Linked DNA regions of Mus musculus: region 2 is linked to region 1. A link is a contact called in public Hi-C data. All regions are on one chromosome and are shown on one strand. The core of a region is the stretch at or near the end of the contact, and the rest is flanking DNA. Distances in the headings are between cores, read along the strand shown.

The links. A called contact is a pair of places that touch in the nucleus more often than the background predicts.
Region 2: a Hi-C map of epidermal suprabasal cells shows a contact between it and region 1, with 2.2 times the contacts expected there. The contact joins the promoter of Sqle here to the enhancer-like site in region 1. A contact is called at or near these places in 1 of 15 datasets of contacts at CTCF or cohesin (large pre-B cells), 8 of 484 Hi-C or Micro-C datasets (the C10 cell line, the HL-1 cell line, the N1E-115 cell line and 5 more), 5 of 115 datasets of contacts at active chromatin or transcription factors (the SCID.adh cell line, embryonic limb bud, embryonic stem cells and 1 more) and 1 of 9 other capture datasets (pancreatic islet).

The regions. Positions count from the first base shown.
Region 1 is chr15:59,211,093-59,213,861 of GRCm38.p6, forward strand. It overlaps the pseudogene Rpl7-ps8. Among named protein-coding and RNA genes, the nearest start is that of Gm36617, 34 kb to the right of the region's middle. Within about 2 kb of position 1,514, at least 13 of the 459 cell types and tissues checked have an H3K27ac peak or open chromatin away from gene starts, as enhancers often do. A contact at or near this core is called in epidermal suprabasal cells, where this site is marked.
Region 2 is chr15:59,313,804-59,316,503 of GRCm38.p6, forward strand. It overlaps Sqle (squalene epoxidase), which reads left to right and starts at 1,289. Exons shown (of 11, transcript NM_009270.3): 1 at 1,289-2,326. The coding sequence starts at 2,042.

The DNA of each region.
Region 1 (2,769 bases), core at 264-2,763:
GACACTTCGAAAGGCAAGGAGGAAGCTCATCTATGAGAAGGCAAAGTGCTATCACAAGGAGTACAGGCAGATGTACTGCACTGAGATTCGGATGGCCAGGATGGCAAGGAAAGCTGGGAGCTTCTATGTGCTCGCAGAACCAAAAATGGCCTTTGTCATCAGAATCCGAGATATCAATGGAGTAAGCCCAAAGGTTCGTAAGGTTCCGCAGCTCCTTCGTCTTCGACAGATCTTCAATGGCACCTTTGCTAAGCTCAACAAGGCTTCAATTAACATGCTGCGGATTGTGGAACCATACATTGCATGGGGGTACCCCAACCTGAAGTCAGTAAACGAGCTCATCTACAAGCGCGGCTATGGCAAAATCAACAAGAAGCAGATTGCCTTGACAGATAATTCCTTGATTGCTCGGTCTCTTGGTAAGTTTGGCATCATCTGCATGGAGGATCTAATTCATGAGATCTCTACAGTTGGGAAACGCTTCAAGGAAGCAAATAACTTCCTGTGGCCCTTCAAATTATCTTCTCCACAAGGTGGAATGAAGAAAAAGACAACTCACTTTGTAGAAGGTGGAGATGCTGGCAACAGGGAAGACCAGATAAACAGGCTTATTAGACGGATGAACTAAGGTGTCACCCATGGTATTTTTGTAATCTGGTCAGTTAATAAACAGTCACAGCTTGACAAATTGAAAAAAAAAAAAGAGTGAATAGCCACAACCAGGTGACATGAGGAGGGAATAGCCAGGTGACATGAGGAGGGAGTTGACAGCAGCAGCCAGGAGTCCTCATGCTTCAGAGGAGGGGTTTGGTATGGAGGTCGGAGACCACAGGGAAAATGATAAGTGGGATCATAGAGAAGATGTGAAAACTGTAAGGAAGTTGAAGGGCAGTGTGTGTGTGTGTGTGTGTGTGTGTGTGTGTGTGTGTGTGAGAGAGAGAGAGAGAGAGAGAGAGAGAGAGAGAGAGAGAGAGAGAGATGTCCCTTTTACTGATGAGGGAGACTTAAAGAGAGGGACCAGGACCACACTGCCATCCTGGGCTGTGTTATTCCTTCCCCACCCTTCCCTCTTAAGTTAAATTTAGGCCAGTTAGGAAACTACATATATGTGGTAGACAATGGTAACACGAGTCCTTTAATCTCAAGTTCACATGGACCCAGATAGGGGAATCACTGCCTCCACAACTTCAAAAGATTTCCCTGGACCATCTGGCATCTTTCCCTTGTGAGGTGACACCAAATGATGGAAGAAATTTGACTCAAAGCACCTTAGGTGGATACGTCTTAATCTTGTGTTACAGATCCCTCAAGAAACTTGCTGGTCCAAGACCTGCTCTTTTCACAAAGGGCCTTTACTTATAGATTTTGGCATCCTTCCCTGAGGTAGTCTGTCTGGTTCTCCCCTCCAGACACCCAGGGCTGATCCCTCAAGTACCTGCCTCAGCACCAGCACAAGTCTGAACAGGGCCTGGAAACTGTCTCTGACTACAGCCCCATTGTCCCACGCCCTGGGAGGTGGGTCATGTCCCTGCTTGCTCAAGTTTGGGAAAGGTAAAGCCCGAGTAGTCAGCCTGTACCCTCTGTGGAGGTGGGACCTCCTCTGAAGTTTGGCTTCAGGAGTGTATGGAAGGGAAACCCCAGGGAAGACCTGGGCCATGTGAGAGAAATAAGGATAGCAACTGGCTTCTGCTCCCTAGACAGTGTGAGGCAGCAAGTAGGAATGAATAGAAAAAGAATGATGCTGGGGGTGGGAGTGGGGGGTGGGGAGGGAGGTGGGGGTGGGGATGTTAAGAGGCTAAGGATGTCTTGAGTTTGGGTTCTGAAAACAGATCCTGAGAAGACGACTCATGAACATAGTTCATCTAGGAGAAAAGCAGGACTGGTGTGGAGAAGCAGAACAGGAATGGAGAAGCAGGGCAGGAGTGGAGAAGCAGGGTGGGAGTGGAGAAGCTAATAACCAAGAGCACTGAGCTTGAATGGATAAACATGGCTCTATCCTTTGACATGGTGGAGGGACTCCCACCAAGTCCCAGCCTTAGCTCCCACAGGGGGCTCTGTATGTAACCTTGCATGTAACCTTGCTTGTAACCATGTCTCCTGAGTCTTGACTCACCATGATGAGCAGGCTCTCCTGCTCCTACCACTTAGGCATAGGTTCCTCAAGACCTACATTCTCTGTGGGTGTAACAATAAGTCCGGTGGTCCAAAGACAAATCCCAGATGACCTTGAGTGCCGGCATTAGCTGCAGGAAAGGACAGAAGCTAGAGACAGGTGATCAGAAAGATGAAAGACAACAAAATCTGGGGGCGGGTTGCACTGAAGACATGTCCTGGCTTTGTTCCTGCCTCTGTGACCCAGCACCAATGACTTCATCTTATGGACAGGTTTGGCCAACTGTGAAGTGGGGACACTCCCTCTCACAAGGTGCTGTGCGAGATAAAGAAGATAGCACAAATAAAGGGTTGAGCATAGGGACTGGCACTCATTAATATTGATGATGTCTTATCTGACTGCATCCTCCTGGGTAGACTTGACCTTGGGGACTCCAGCACAGGTGGACTGGAATGCTAGACCTCTGCTTCTGGGCTCTGTATGGAAATTTCTTCAGTTTCCTTCCTCTGCCTGCTTCAGACTCCAGCCTCACTGGCCATTAGCATTGGATCCCCAGTTATCCCCTCTCTTTGTATTTGCTCCCCCAAAGCATCACAGAGTAGACTGTTCTAGAACCCAAATTATGGAGCAGAAGATCTGGGTTCAAATTCTTGTCC
Region 2 (2,700 bases), core at 39-2,538, 100 kb after region 1:
TGAGAGGTCCACAGTTCAAGTCCTAGTGCTCGAATGGCTGCTTACAACTGTTACTGTAGTCCCATGGGATCCAGTGCCTTCTTCTAAAGTGCAGCCATACATGTAGACAAAATACATAAGTAAACAAATCGAAAGGAAGGAAGAAATGTGGAGCTAGATAGAGTTGGCTGTGCCTGCTGCAAAGGGTTGGTAGGATACAGTTCTGTGAGACTTACTTCTTTCATTATTAAAGGATAAACGGGTTAAACAACTGTACCTGTTTGAATGACTTAAAAAAAAATCGCAGAAACTAATAAAGATATCTGAGAAGTGTTTAGGGTGAGACCTAAACCATAGATAACTAAGAACTCAACGAAAGCTTGATAATTAAATGGTACTGTCGAGTCTGAAATTCGGTTACATGACAGTAGCTGTGGATAGTATAAAATGATGTTGTTAGTCTCATGAACGACGGCAGATAAACTGCTCGGTTACTTCTGTAACAGAAAGGTAATGCCATTCTTGCAAGACTGCTGTAAGGGTTGAATGAATGTTTGCAACGCTCTGGCATAGTGCTTAAAACATAAAATGATCTTATTAAACAGTTTTGGGATTGCTGTTGATTAGGACATTTTTTTTTTTTTTCCTTTCTCATTCTTTCTTTAACCCGAGAAGGATTTCACTGTGTATCTCTGACTGGTCTGGAACACGCTATGCAGATCAAGCTGGCCTCAAACTCACAGAGATCCTCTTGCATCCCGAGTTCTGGGATTAAAGGCGTGATCCATCTCCACCTACTGACTTCTCTCATTTTCTTTAGTCCTCGTCCACTAATTATGGCAGGTTCGCCGGCGTGTCACGTCCTCCTCGCCTTTCTAGCCCGTGATCATCCAGTCCGCCCGGATGACTCCTGTAGCTCTCTTGCGTTTGAGCCACCAGGAGCCACCAAGAGTTCCTCCAGAGCGAGCTCCACCCTCCGCAGGTGGGGCCTGAGGACCCCGCGGCGGCCAGGCCGAGCGGGCACCGCCCCATTCACCCACCGGCCCCGCGCCCACCCCACGCACCCGCCCCGCACCACGCAACATCGCCCTAGCGCCTCTGCGACTGGCGCCGCGCGGAGTGCGCCGCCCGCCATTGGACAAACGCTCTATAGCGCCATCTCAGCCTACCGCGCGGTGCGCGCTCTCATTGGTTCGGACGGCGTGGGAGGCGGGGTCCGCTCAAGGGGCGGTGCCGGGCCGGAGCCCCGCCTCCCGGTCCCTGGGCTGGGCCGAGCCCGCCGGGCGGCTGAAGCGCGTGGGGCCGGGTTGCGAGCGGGGCGCGCAGCGGTTACTCTGGTTACTGTCCGCGAGGGATGCTGGGGACCCGGCGGGCAGGAGCCTTCGCCTCGCTCTGAAGGACGCTCATCCGAGACAGCCATTCACTCTCGAGGAAGGCAAGTGTCGGTCGGACAGGTTCCCGGCCGTGACTTCGGGGCTTGCTTGAGGAGGAATCTCCAAGGGAGGGCTGAGCTGCCAGGCTGCCGCCGCGCTTCGGGACGCCGTGGCCATCTTTTGTTGGAGAAGGCTGCCGGGGCAGTGTTGCTAAGGGCAGCTTTCCCAGCACCCAGATCCTTCTACGCTCCCGACTCCTTCCTACCGAGCACCTGCTGCTGGTGACAAAAGACCGTTTACAGCCAGGCGAGCGGACATCGAAGTATACAGCCACATTCGCACCCCTCAGCCCAATAGAGAGGCCCGTGTCCATCAGTTGGCTGAATGAAGAAGTGTGTAATCAGGAGCCGTTGGGGTAGGCAGGCTTTAAATGCTGCCTTTTAAGATCTGGACAACTTAAGATACATTTGCACTCTCAATGATTTCAAAAATTGATCACATCTGACTCGTGATCCTGAAACTATTTATTGGAAGAAGTTCGACCGGTTGCCCCGAACCCCTTTGAGAACTACATTTTGGGGACATTTTAATCACTGAAGACCTTCCGAGGAAAAAAGACCCCCCCAAGAGACCCCCAAAACACAAAATCCTCAGCCTTGGCTGGTGCCACCAAAGAAGCCTTTTGAGCCATGTGGACTTTTCTTGGCATTGCTACCTTCACCTATTTTTATAAGAAATGCGGGGATGTCACCCTGGCCAACAAGGAGCTCCTGCTGTGCGTGCTGGTGTTCCTGTCGCTGGGCCTGGTGCTCTCCTACCGCTGTCGCCATCGACACGGGGGCCTCCTTGGCCGCCATCAGAGCGGCGCCCAGTTCGCTGCCTTCTCGGATATTCTCTCTGCTTTGCCTCTTATTGGCTTCTTCTGGGCCAAGTCACCTGAATCAGAAAAGAAAGAACAGCTGGAGTCCAAGAAGGTATGCCTGATGCCACAGTGGGCAAATGAATGGGATCGTATTTTAAACTTCAGATCGAGGTCACTGAAGTTTATGGTTTCTTTAAAAGTCACGAAAGTGGTGGCTTAGAAGCGTCAGTGTTCTCATTTGATTGCGTTTCTTAAAGTTCTGGACTGTGTTGTGGCTGTGCTCTTAGGGAAGATGAAAAGCATTTGTTGTGTGAACCTCAGGGATTGGGTGTTGATTTTGGTAGGAAATGTTAGAATTTCATTTGGGAGACAGACTCACTGTGGCTTTTAATTTAAAATCCCTGGGTAAGGATGATTTTTGTTCCTGACAAGGGAGAATTTGTGTGGCAGGTAAGGCTACTTATAAATGTGATGGCAGACAGTGGA